Linked DNA regions of Macaca mulatta: region 2 is linked to region 1. A link is a contact called in public Hi-C data. All regions are on one chromosome and are shown on one strand. The core of a region is the stretch at or near the end of the contact, and the rest is flanking DNA. Distances in the headings are between cores, read along the strand shown.

The links. A called contact is a pair of places that touch in the nucleus more often than the background predicts.
Region 2: a Hi-C map of cortical neurons shows a contact between it and region 1, with 2.3 times the contacts expected there. The contact joins the promoter of TGFB1 here to the promoter of CCDC97 in region 1. A contact is called at or near these places in 3 of 14 Hi-C or Micro-C datasets (CD4 T cells, cortical neurons and liver).

The regions. Positions count from the first base shown.
Region 1 is chr19:52,451,579-52,458,232 of T2T-MMU8v2.0, forward strand. It overlaps CCDC97 (coiled-coil domain containing 97), which reads left to right and starts at 3,639. Exons shown (of 5, transcript XM_015124014.3): 1 at 3,639-3,734. The coding sequence starts at 3,689. It overlaps LOC144337542 (a long non-coding RNA gene), which reads right to left and starts at 5,920. Exons shown (of 2, transcript XR_013410748.1): 1 at 5,377-5,920; 2 at 249-4,496. It overlaps HNRNPUL1 (heterogeneous nuclear ribonucleoprotein U like 1), which reads left to right. Exons shown (of 14, transcript XM_077982970.1): 14 at 1-725. LOC144337539 (a long non-coding RNA gene) reads right to left here. Exons shown (of 2, transcript XR_013410742.1): 2 at 6,253-6,654.
Region 2 is chr19:52,496,966-52,503,619 of T2T-MMU8v2.0, forward strand. TGFB1 (transforming growth factor beta 1) reads right to left here and starts at 2,656. Exons shown (of 7, transcript XM_015124025.3): 1 at 1,343-2,656. The coding sequence starts at 1,697. It overlaps B9D2 (B9 domain containing 2), which reads right to left. Exons shown (of 4, transcript NM_001261075.1): 3 at 6,539-6,654; 4 at 3,067-3,644. The coding sequence ends at 3,331.

The DNA of each region.
Region 1 (6,654 bases), core at 2,389-4,888:
GGGGATGGGGTCATCCCAGGGCTGCCTCCCTCCAGCCCACTGCCTCCCCTCCGAGGGGCTTCCTTCGCCTCCATAGGGCCAGGCATTTTTCTCTGGATTCAAACAGGCAACAATGACCTTTTATTTTCTGTTTGTCCCCACCTCCCCAACCTTCCACTTCCTGTTCTTCCTACCTTCTTCCTTTTTGACTAAATAATCCCCGCCTCCCTTGGTCATACAGTGAGGCTACAGTGACTGAGGGGAGAATCCCTTCCTGTTCACTCTCCCAACCCTGCTCCAACCCCTCAGCTTCCCAGACCCTCATGCAGTTGGTTGTAAATTCTCCCAGGAGCTGTTTTACTGTCTACTTTTCAGGATTAAAAAAAAAAATCAAAACTTTAAAAAAAAAAAAAAAGTTTAAAAAGCAAAATGGGGAGGGAGGAAGCAGTGACATATTTTTTTGGTAATTATGCGCTTTTTTTTAATTTTTAGAATTTGTCTGTTTTTACTGTGGGTCGGCTGTTGATATTTCATCAAGATAAGCATTTCTTTCCTGAGTTCAGGTGACTGAGGAAGAGCCACAAAACAAAACACAACAAAACCAAACCACAGAATCATCTTTAACCCGACTTTTTATACGATGCCCCAGTTCCCCATAACTTTGCACACAAGCTTCTGTGTTCAGTTGAATTGTAACTGCTTTTTGTATTTGGAGAGAGTGTGACTATTGAACTTGAAACCTTTTATTCCGGGCGTCTTGGTAGTTTCTGGTGGGATTCAGTGGGTGAGAGGGAAGGAGGGGAGGTTGGGGGGCTCCTTCCCTTCAGAACTTGAAGTTTCTCCCACTGCCTCCTCTCCAGTGGTCTCCCAGGTGCCAGACCCAAAAGCTTTTCCTACAGTGATACCCTTTATTTTTACTTCCCCTTGACTCATATGTTTTAACATGATTTTAACAAACTGCACTTATTAAGAAATGTGTTTGCCCTGTTTTGTTTGGTTTCATTTTGTTTTCTTTGAATAAATGACATAGCACCTCCTAGCAGGAAGGAAGCAGGGTTAAAACCCTGAAGTGTTAACTGCAGTTGGCCATTAATTGGGGTGGGGGCCTTTTAAAGGGAAATTATTTACTCATTCATTAAACCAACTTACTGAGGGATTCATATGCTTGGCCCCAATTTTGGTGCCAAAAATGCACACTTAAACAAGGGTCCCTGGTTTACAATCATCTGGTTCATTTTTAAAGTGCTTTTCTGGTTCTCTACTTCTCACGGTCTAAAATCCCTCCAGGAGTTTTTGAGTAAAGGACGTGGAACAGGCCTGTAGGTGGAGGGATGGGTGGGACTGATGGGGCAGAGACCAGGGCTGGTTTGTTCAGGATCATCACTGGGCATCCACAGACCACCTGCCTCAGACCTGGCCTGTGTGCAGCACGGAGGACAGTTACTGCCTGTTCTGTGGTTGGGGCTCATGAGGATTCCAGGAGCTTCATGTTTCAGGCAGTGTGTGTGAGCCACCTGCTGTGTTCTTCAGCTGCCCTGGACAGTGCTGGGGACACAGTATGGCCACGGCAGTCCTGGACCCTGTTCTCACAGAGCTCCCACTCCAGAGAGAACAAAGACCTGCCAGCACGAAGTGGTCAGCTGTGAGAGCCTGGGCTGGTGTGCAGGGAGGGCTTCCTGGAGCAGTGAGCCAGGGTAAAAGACTCCAGATTGCATCCCTATGGCCCATCGTCCTCCTCCCTTAGCAACCTTACGTCTTCATTCCCTCAGTACATGCTGTGTTCCTGGCTCCTTGTGGGAGACAATGCTGGGCCACAGGAGAAGCCAATTCAGCCCCAATCTTCCCTGGTGGGAGCTCAGAGCCTTGTGAAGGGGAGATGGACAACAAAAACAAGGGAGGGAAGCTGACTAGTCTCAGAATCTCGGGTAGGGCATCAGAACGAGAGAAGGAACCAAGGTTGGTGGCTAAAAGGACCCTAGAGTGCCCCAGAGAGGAGGTGGCGGGGAGAGGCTAGGGCCTTTAGTCTGGGAAGCCTTTCCCTGCATGTCCATGTGCTGGGCTACAGCGCCCTCTGCTGGTCTCTCCTGGTAATGCCTAGGCACCGTGCCTAGGTATCTGGGGTGGTAAATAGGGACCTCCTTGGCTTTCTTCCACATCGCCAGACCTTAAGGGAATGCAAATGAGGAAGCTCTTCCTCTGTTCACAGCCACAGTCGTCCTCACACACATCTCATCTCCAGTCCCTTGATCCCCTTGCCCACTCCCTTCAGAATATAGAAGTCAAGCCACTTACTATGGCTTATGCAGGTCCTGCATGGCCTAGCACCTGGTAACCTCGCTGGCTCCATCTTCTTCTGCTCCCCCTTTGAATATCAAATCAGTGGTTATTTAGTTCTGAGGAGCCATAAATCCTTTTTGGAACCCACAAATGATGCCATGAACCACTGCATTGGAGAATACAGAGGCACATGGAATTGCATAAAAATTCATGAGGTTCTCAAAACCTCCACAGCCCAATCATGGCTTTCAAGTTAGAGCTCGTTTCCTACGCCCTGACGGTACTGAAGTGCTTGTAGCAACCAGAACTGTCCGTACCTGCCATCCTCCTCAAGACTCTTCCTTACCTTCCTCTTACCCAGCTCCTACTCGTTCTTCAGGTCTTAGCTTGAGGGTCCCCTCCCAGAAAGAAGCCTTCCTTGACCCTCCAGCCTGGGGTGGGCAGCTCCCTCAGCCCTCTGGATCCATCAAAGCCCTGGCCACTGAATGGTTATTGGTGACATGTCTGTCTACTATGCTGGTAACACCTAAATAGAGCCCCACCCATCCCACAGGGAAATAAGGACCACAGTTGTCTTGTTTCACACCTGCGGATTTCCTCCAGGTCCTGGGAACACAAAATGGGAAGTTCTATCTCATCACCCATCTCATGCCAGCCAGAGACAGGGTATGATGATGGAAGTAAGCCAGGCTGGTGGCTCACGTATGTAATCCCAGCACTTTGAGAGGCTGAAGCAGGAGGACTGCTTGAGGCCAGGAGTTGGAGACCAGCCTGGTCAACGAAGTGGGACCCTGACTCTGCAAAATAATTTAAAAATTAGCCAGGCGCGGTGGTGCGCGCCTGTAGTCCCCAACTACTCCAAAGGCTGAGGCAGGAGGATCACTTGAGCACAAAAATGTGAGATTACAGTGAACTGTGATGGCGCCACTGCACTCGTCTGGGCGACAAAGCGAGACCCTGTCTCAAAAAAAAAAAAAAAGAGTCAAGGCTTAGTAAATATTCCTGAATTCCTGAAGGGGTGAAGAAAGGAAAAGGGTAGGCGGGGGTCTAAACCAGAGCACGAACCCTCAGAGAATGTCAGCTCCAGGCTCCGGGGGACAGTCCTTTAACCATCCCAAAATTAAGCACGCTGGGAGCTGGAGTCACATCAGTGAACAAACGAACAACGGTTCTGGTTCCTACTGACTGATAGCAGAGTCAAGGGCCTCTCACTCTCCGGGGAGCCCCTTTCCTTCCTGGCTGCGGAGGGCGGAGCCCGAGAGAGACACGCATGAGCAATGCAACGTCTGCCTTAGGCCCGGAACTTTGGTGCCTGGGCGCAGCGGCGCACCCGGACCCGGAACATTCTCAGGCGAAAATGTCTCTTGCGTGCGTGGGCCGGAAGTTGGTGTGCGGGGCCCGCCCGGCGGTTGACAAGTCCGAGAGAATCAGGATGGAGGCCGTGGCGACTGCGGCGGCGGCGAAGGAACCCGATAAGGGTGAGATCTTGGTCACGCGGAGGCGGCGGGTGGGTGCGGCTGCGGTGTCTCTAGGAAATGATTCCCCCAGGAACGCAAGGAGGACTCGCTTTAGGAGGACGCCCGGCCCCCTCAGCCTTACCGGTCCTCTTCACCACTTTGCCCGGATTATCCCCTCCCTTGTCGGGGGCTGACCTCCATTCCTTCCTCCCTAAATTAACCTCTTCCCAGTTCCAGACCAATCCTTTCCATGTCCCTGACTAACTCGTTTCCTTACCAGGCAGTGAGTTAACAGAAACCTCTCTATCCCGGCCTAATTTCCGCACTGCCTCAGACCAGCCCTTCTCAAATTACCTCCTTCCCTATACCACGCTGAGCCTTCCCTCGCTCTAGACGAATCCTCCGACTTTTCCAGGCTAAACTTCTACCTGCCTCATGCAAACTTAACTTATCCCAATCTAACGATTCCCTCATTTCTTTGTAACTCGCCTTTCCCCCAAAGCCCGAAATCCAGCCAGGCTCCTTTCAAAGTCCTTAGTCAATTTCTGTGCTTCCCCACAACCTTCAAAGTAATCCGATGTCGGGTGAGATGTGGTTGGAAGGGTGGCTCAACCACCACTGGCCAAGAATTGGTTATTGTGGAAACCACATGGAGATGATCGGTATATGGAGGTAGGGGGAGAGGTGTCGTTGTACTTTCTACGTTTGTGTGCGTTTGAAATTTTTTTTTTTTTTTTTTTTTTTTTTTTTTTTTTGAGACGGAGTCTCGCTCTGTCGCCCAGGCTGGAGTGCAGTGGCGCGATCTCGGCTCACTGCAAGCTCCGCCTCCCGGGTTCACGCCATTCTCCTGCCTCAGCCTCCCGAGTAGCTGGGACTACAGGCGCCCACAACCGCGCCCGGCTAATTTTTTGTATTTTTAGTAGAGACGGGGTTTCACCGTGTTCTCGATCTCCTGACCTTGTGATCCGCCCGCCTCGGCCTCCCAAAGTGCTGGGATTACAGGCGTGAGCCACCGCGCCCGGCTGAAATTTTCTAAAGATAAAAAATTTAACCTAAATAAAAAGTCTTAAGGCCTGGTGCAGTGGCTCCCACTTGTAGTCCCAGCACTTTGGGAGGCCAAGGCAGAAGGGTTGCTTGAGCCCAGGAGTTTGAGATCAGCCTGGGCAACAGAGAGAAACCTGATCTCTACAAACATTTAAAAATTAGCCAGGCCTGGTGGCTAGGGAGTAGCTAGGACAAGCTACTCCAGAGACTAAGGTGGGGAGTGTCACTCGAACCCTTTGAGATTGCAGTGAGCTAAGATTATTACACCACTGCACTCCAACCTCTGCAACAGAGTGAGACTTGAGCCCAGGAGTTTGAGACCAGCACTGGCAGCATAGCCAGGCCCCATCTCTGCAAAAAAATTTAAAAATTAAGGCCAGGCCCGGTGGCTCACACCTGTAATCACAGTACTTTGGAAGGCCGAGGCAGGAAAATCACCTCAGGTCAGGAGTTGGAGACCAGCCTAGCCAACATATCGCAACCCCATCTCTACTAAAAACACAAAAATTAGCCAGGCGTCGTGGTGTGTGCCTGTAATCCCAGCTACTTAGGAGGCTGAGGCACCAACCGGAATCACTTGAACCGAAGAGGCAGAGGTTGCAGTAAGCAGAGATCGCACCACTGTACTCCAGCCTGGGTAACAACAGAGCAAAACTCTGTCTCAAAAAAAAAAAAATTAGCCAGGTTTGGTGGTGCATTCCTGTGGTCCCAGCTACGCAGGAGGCTGAGGCAGGAGGATCACTTGAGCCCAGGAGGTCGAAGCTGCAGTGAGCTTTGTTTGCACTATCGCACTGCAGTCTGGGCAACAGCGCAAGACCCTGTTTCAAAAAAAGAAAAAGAAAAAATCTGTTTCTTGGCCCCATCTGTCTCCTTCAGAGAGTCATGTACACTTGGTCTCCATTTCCTCTTCTCCTGCTCATGACTGTCTGACTTTTCTCCTAAGAAACTGCTCTGATTAGGGTCCCCACTGACTTCCTCCATGTTGTTCAATCCAGTCACCTCATTCAGGTTGGGTTTTTTTTTTTTGGAGAGAGTCTCACTCTGTTGCCCAGGCTGGAGTGCAGTGGCATGATCTCAGCTCACTGTAACCTCCGCCTTCCAGGTTCAAGTGATTCCTGTGCCTCAGCCTCCCAAGTAGCTGGGATCACAGGCGCCTGCCACCATGCCTAGCTAATTTTTTGTATTTTTAGTAGAGATGGGGTTTCACCGTGTTGGCCAGGCTGGTCTCGAACTTCTGACCTCAAGAGATCCTGCTGCCTCAGCCTCCCAAAGTGCTGGGATTACAGGTGTGAGCCACCACACCCGGCCCATTCAGGTTTTTTTCTTACTAGACTGGACTAGAATTAAATGCTGTTGACCCTTCCATCCTTCTTGCATGTTTTCCTTTGATTTCTGCAACACCACAGTGCCTGATTTCCTGCCTGTCTCTTGGGCTGCTCCTTCTCAGCCTGACTTTGTTTCCCAGGGGTGCTGTAACAAAGTACCACAAACTGCATGGCTTCAAACAACAGAACTTTATTCTCTCATAGTTCTCAAGGCCAGAAGACTGAAGTCAGTGTTGCTAAACTGAAATCCAGGTGTCTGCAGGGTCGTGCTCCCCCACAGGCTCTGGGAGAAAACCCATTTCTTGCCTCTTCCAGCCAGTGGTGGCTTCTGGAATTCCGTGGGTTTTGGCTACATCACTCCAATCTCTACTTCCCCTTTTGACATTGCCTTCTTTTTTTCTTTAAGACAGAGTCTCGCTCTGTTGCCCAGGCTGGAGTACATGATCTCGGCTTACTGTAACCTCTGCCTCCGGAGTTCAAGCAATTCTCCTACCTCAGCCTCCTGAGTACCTGGGACTACAGGCGTGCGCCACCCCACCTGGCTAATTTTTTTGTGTTTTTGGTAGAGCGCT
Region 2 (6,654 bases), core at 1,406-3,905, 44 kb after region 1:
CGGGGCCGGCTCAGTGGGAGCCCCGCCCGTAGCTGGGGTGAGGAGGGCGGGAGGCGCCGCAGCCAGGAGGGCGGGGACCAGACCTGCCCCGTCTCGCCCCGGGCTCCGCGCGCGATCCCCGCCCCCGCCGGGGGCATGGGAAGGAAAGGGAAGGGAGGAGAGTGAGGCGGCCGGACGCTGGGGTTTCCCCAGCCACCTCGAGAGGAACTGGGGCTTTGGGGTCCAGACTGCCAGCATTTAGCGCAGCGGGGTCCTCCTGCCCCTTGGTGGAAGCGCAGGCTCCTCCCCCCGCGCGTGGCACCCACGTGGGGCTTTCTCACTCCTCCCAGCTTGGTTTTCTCACCTCGGTCTCGTAGAGTCACTCCCCACCCAGCACTTCCCCTGCGGCTGGACTCCGCTCAGCCCATTCCCCTGCATCCTGCGGCGAGTGGCGGGACGGGCGGGGGGCGCTCAGTGCTCGCGGCGTGGATGGCGCTGGGTATCTCTCCTCCGCCCCGCTCACACCACCTTTCCCACGCTTGTCTCCCCTCTCGGTAAAGCTCTTCCCATGACCCAGGATTCTAGGTCTTCTGGAAGCTCAATTCCTCCTCTGGGCTCCCCACTCTGTCCCTCACATCCCCGTGTGAAACACCGAGGACACTTCTGCATCCCGGGCACACTCCTGGGTCTCCGCTCCTCTCCCGCTTGCCTCCTCCTTCCAATAACCTCCCGTCCCTTTCTCCCCACATTTATCACACCCACCTCTGTTTCTCTTTCTACGACTCTCCCCCACCCCCGCATCCCGCGTGTTCCTCGCAGCCTCTGGAAATGGGTCCGCTCTCACTTTTCTCGCACCCCCTAGGGTTGCCTTCATCCAGCTTTTCTGTCCTTGAATCTTTCCACCTCAGGACCCCCAAGCTCTGGGTCAACTTGCCCCAGTGCCTCTCCTTTCCCAAATGCTGAGGTCTTCGCTTCTCCCACACCGGGCTCCCCTCTCCCCCCTCTCCTACCCCACGACCCCCTCCCCAATTCAACGCGTCCTGGAGGAGGGAGCCTTCTACCGTCCCCCTATTGCTTCTATCCCTCTAGGGCACTACCCCCACGACCCCGCATGTTTCTGTCGCCCTCTAGAAGCGGTCCACTTCGCTATCTCCTCCTCTCCAAGACCAGATACCTGGGGGGTAGGGGACTCAGTGCCATCCTCTTTCGGACACCCCCCTCCCACCATCCCACGTTCCCTTTGCCCCGGGGGGTCCTCTTCCTCCAGCCAGTTTCCTCTGCCAGTCACTTCCTACCCGGGGCCCCGGCACTCCGGCGCCCCCTGGGGGCCCCCCTCCCGGCTCCCCTGCCCCTCCGAGCTCACCGTTGTGGGTTTCCACCATTAGCACGCGGGTGACCTCCTTGGCGTAGTAGTCGGCCTCCGGTTCGGGTTCCGGCTCCGCACTCTCCCCGGCCACCCGGTCGCGGGTGCTGTTGTACAGGGCGAGCACGGCCTCGGGCAGCGGGCCGGGCGGCACCTCCCCCTGGCTCGGGGGGCTGGCGAGCCGCAGCTTGGACAGGATCTGGCCACGGATGGCCTCGATGCGCTTCCGCTTCACCAGCTCCATGTCGATAGTCTTGCAGGTGGATAGTCCCGCGGCCGGCCGGCCAGGCGTCAGCACCAGTAGCCACAGCAGCGGTAGCAGCAGCGGCAGCAGCCGCAGCCCGGAGGGCGGCATGGGGGAGGCGGCGCCCCCCGGCACTGCCGAGAGGGCGAACAGGGCTAGCGTGGTGGGGAGGCCCCGCCCCTGCAGGGGCTGGGGGTCTCCCGGGAAAAGGTAGGAGGGCCTCGAGGGAAAGTTGAGGTCCTCAGGGAGAAGGGCGCAGTGGTGGAGGGGAGGCTTGGACCGGGGGTGTCTCAGTATCCCACGGAAATAACCTAGATGGGCGAGATCTGGTACCAGAAGGTGGGTGGTCTTGAATAGGGGATCTGTGGCAGGTCGGAGAGAGATCCGTCTCCTGGAGGAGAAAAGGTCTAGGATGCGCGGGGGCTCAGGAGACAGGCCGGGGATGAAGGCGGCGTGCAGGGGGTGCGCCCGAGGTCTGGGGAAAAGTATTTGCGGGAGGCCGGGTCGGCGACTCCCGAGGGCTGGTCCGGAATGGGGGCGCCTGAGGGACGCCGTGTAGGGGGCAGGGAGGGAGCAAGCGTCCCCGGCGGCAAAGGGAGGCGGTCTGGGGTCCCCAAGTCCTGCCTCCTCGCGGGGCAGCGTCGCGCCAAGAGGTCCCCGCGCCTCCGGCTCCCAGCGGCAACGGAAAAGTCTCAAAAGTTTTTTTCCTCTTCTCCCGACCAGCTCGTCCCTCCTCCCGCTCCTCCTCCCCCTCCTCCCCGCAGTGGCGGGGGCGGCGGCGGCTCGTCTCAGACTCTGGGGCCTCAGGCTGCTCCTCGGCGACTCCTTCCTCCGCTCCGGGCCGAGGCCGGCCCCGCGGGCGGCTCAGAGCCGGGGGGGTGCCCCGGACGGGGCGTCCCCCCTGCCCCCGGCCGGGGCCCTCGCAGTCTGGCTGATCCGCGGAGGGAGGTGGGAGGGAGATGGCCCAGGGCGCGAAGGGCGGCGGCGGCGGGGACCGGCTGGGTCGGCGGGGGGTTTTGAAGCCGCCCCAGCCCCACCCAGGAAGCGCACGGGGCGGGAGCGCGGGCGGCCCCCAGGGGGAGGGCATGGGGGGGCTGGGCCACAGTCCTCATCTCGCGTGGGCGGGCTCTGAGGGGGGTCCCTTCAGCCCTGGGGGAAAGGGGCGGGCACCCCGGCTCCGCCCCGCAAACAGGGTGCTGCCTCCTGGCGGCCAAGAGCCACCAAAGCAGGTGATCCAGATGCGCTGTGGCTTTGCGGGCGGTGTGGGTCACCAGAAAAAGAGGACCAGGCGAAGGCTTAATCCGCGGGATGAGACACAGGGGAGCCGACCAGAGGAGGGGGACCCAGAACGGGAGGACAGTGTGAGGCTGGCACACAGGGTAGGGGAAGAGGGTCTGTCAAGATGGGGGCATCCGGAGGGTGTCAGTGGGAGGAGGGGGCAACAGGACACCTGAGGGATGGAAGGGTCAGGAGGCAGACACCGGTAAGAATTGCTCTCCTTTACTGAGCACCTCCCATGTGGCTAAGCAGCCTCTTGTCATCCAACATCCTGCGACCCCATACATTTACTCTCCCCAATTTACAGGTAGGGAAACTGGGCCCAGAGGGACCCAGAGGTCCTAGCAAGGACAGGAGTCCTTAGCTGGGGTCCAGCTCTGATGGTCTCCAGAGTCCGTGCTCCTGACCACTGTGCCTCACTGGGTGTCCAGGGTGTGGATGGTGGTGGCGTTGGAGACAGGGTCCCTCAGCACTCAACGCCATAGCGGTCGAAGTTGCGGAGCAGCAGGCTGATCTCCAGGTGCACGGTGCCACCAGCAGCTGTGTGCAGGCGATAGCGGTCGGCCCCACTGTAGATGGTGTCCCCATGCAGCAGCTGTGGCCCACCACCCACGAAAGCCCGTGCCAGCTGCTCTCGCCAACTGCCCAGGGGCCGCCAGGTGGGGCAGGCCAGCTGGTGTGTGCCCGGGCTGCTGGGCACATGGCAAAATCCATAGCCTGCAAGCTGGCAGCGGCCAAAGCTGTCCTGGGACCACACCTGGAAATGGAGCCGGGGCCAGCCTGCAGGAAAGCAGGGAGAGGGGAAAGGAGGGATGGGTGGTGACCAGACTCCTGCTCCTGATTCCCCCCTCCCTGATACTCACCGGAGACCCCAGGCCCAGTCCTTTCCTTTCTGGGTTTCTGTCCCAGGGTTTCCAACCCAGCCTCCTTTCTAGACTCCCATCTTCTCATCTATCCCCACACAACTGCCAGAGATCTTTCCAAATCCATGTTACTCCCCTGCTAAGGATCCTTCCATAGCTCCCCAGTGCCCTCACTATAAAGTCCAACCTCTTCAACATTCAAGGCCCTTCTAATCAGACCTCTGCTGAATTTCCTCTCTGTGTTATCCTCCTCCATGACCCCATGTCAGGGCAGCCCATTGCTCCTCCAGTCCCCAGGTAACCATCGTGGGTCTTGTCAGGGTCACCTCCTGCCTTCCCTCCTCATGTTCCTGCCCTGCTCTCTTTGGGCCCAGGGCCTTCTTTCTTGCCCCTCTCTAATCCACCTTCCACCTGGCATCTGGAAACATCTTTCCTTCCATAGCTTTGCCCATGTCCTCAGAACACAGTTCAGCTCCTCAGTCTAGTAGTCAAAACCCTTGGAGATCCAGCTCCATCTCATCTCATCTCATGCTGACCCCTTCCCCTGTGCCAGGCCCTGTTCTAGCTAGCTGGGGACACGGCGGACATGAACATGGATGGCAGACAAAAATTCCTGCCCCCGTGAAGCTGATATCCTAGACAACAAATGTAGTAAATAAGCAAATTATACGTTAGATCGGATGGTGGTAATTGCTGTGGAGAAAAACAGAGCTGGGTAGGGTGAGGGTGGGGATATGGCTGTAGAAGGGGATCAAGGAAGCTTCACTAAGAAGGTGACATTTAAGCAAATGCTAAAAGGAAGGAAGGGAGTAGGCCATGTGGCCATCTAGAGGAAGAGTGTTCCCAGCCAGAGGGAACAGCAAGTGCCAGGGCCCTGAGAGGGGAGTGTCTGGTGGGGACGGCATGGCCGGAGCCCCGACAGAGTGTGCCTGGTGGGGATAGCATGGCTAGAGCAGAATGAGGTGAGGAGAAGGGAAGGAGGTGCCAGCCAGGTTGCGGAGAGCCTTGTGATGCATGCTAAGACTTTGGCTTTTACCCTGAGTGAGATGGGGACGACTGGAGGGTTCTGAGCAGAGCGGAGACAGGACCTTAGGTGTTCACAGGGTTCCAGCTGCATGTGGGGTGCAGATTAGCGGGGGTTGGGGAAGGGGGCCCCAGAGAAAAGATTACTGTCATAGTCCAGGTGAGAGATGAACTTGGACAGATCAAGATGCTGGGCGAGAAAAGGGTGAGAAGTGGGATTTAGGGTGTATTTCAAAAGTAGAGGCAGTAAGATTTCCTAATGGACAAAATGGGGGCTTGAGAAAAGAGAGAGCAAGGCTGGTGCCACCACTGGGGAACCGGAGGCCCCAAGAGCTGAAAGATTAGAGCTGCCCACCTTACCCGCACAGCACCGGAAAGTTTTTCTTTCCCCAGCTCCAGCTTAAAGGACAGAAAGATTATTTAAGAGTGAAATCTCGGCCAGGCGCGGTGGCTCACACCGATAATCCCAGCACTTTGGGAGGCCGAGGCAGGTGGATCACCTGAGGTCAGGAGTTCGAGACCAGCCTGACCACCATGGTGAAATGCCATCTCTACTTAAAAGAAAAAAAAAAAAAAAAGGCAAAAATTAGCCAGGTATGGTAGAACACAGCTGTAGTCCCAGCTACTCATGACGCTGAGGCAGGAGAATTGCTTGAACCCAGGAGGCGGAGGTTGCAGTGAGCTGAGATCTTGCCACTGCATTCCAGCCTGGGTAACAGAGCAACACTGTCTCAAAAAAAAAAAAAAAAAAAAAAGTGAAATCTCACTTGTCCATCACCTGCTCTGGCTCCCAAGTGCCTTCAGGAGATGGCCTCAGCTCCTCAGCCTGGCACTCAAGGTCCTGCATGAACTGTCCCCTGCTACCTTTCCCTGCTGCCGTCCCGCTCTCCCTCAGTGCGCTAGACACCCTTTGTTCACTCTCCCCTTTGAGTCTTCCACATGTAGCTCCCTCTGCCTAGAACCTTATTCTATCCCTCTGCCTTATTAGCTTCCACTGGCCCTTCACAGCAAAGCGCAGAAGCCCCCTCCTCCAGGAAGCCCTCTGTGACCTCCCTGACAGAGTCAGGCACTTCCTGTGGGCTCCCACGGCCTCTCCAAATTGCCTATCTTAGTCCTGCCCACTCAGGTGCCACTGTCTGGAGAGAGGCGTGTCCCCTCCATAGGATGGTGAACTCTGTGAGGAGAAGGCTAAGGGGCACTGCCTTGATCCCCAGTGTCTCCCTGGCATCACCCAACACAGGCTGGACACAGGGCAGGCACCAGGTAAACATTCTTTATATTGGTGAAATATACGGCACATTTACCTAGGCAATTTCTCAGAATCGACTCATCTTCAGGAACCCACATTTCCTACCAAAAGGTTTTCTGATGCCGCTCCTCCCCCAGTACTGATTTCCCCTTTGAGCAGTGGCTCTACTTTCAAGCCGAGGAGCCCCTTCCTGGAGAAACAGCCCTTGCCTCTCTCAGACCCTGCCTCCCGGCTTCCTCTTTATTGGAAACTCTCGGTTTGTCTCTTTACTTGAATGCCACCTTCCCTCCCACCCTGACCCCCACCTTCCCATCTCCCGCTCCACCCTGGACTCTGCCCTAATCCTACAAACTTGGGATCGCCTATTGAGCAGGCCTGGGAAAGTCTTAGCTCAGCCTCTCTAGGGCCAGACTTGCTGCAAAAGGGACCCACGTGGTATGGGGAGCAGGGACAGGTCTTGGTGTTCCCAGACCGAGGGGCCTCAGAGGCTACTCGTCCCCTCCCCTCAGCCTGGCCCCGGGACCAGGTGTGGTACCCACCTTGAAGACCTTTGGTGGCGAAGTGCAGATCGATGGGGTGGGACCAGTAGGCCATGTCCCCTATCTGGGGGGTGTCCACCTGCGTTTGGCCCTCCCGCACGCCTGACAGGAGCTTC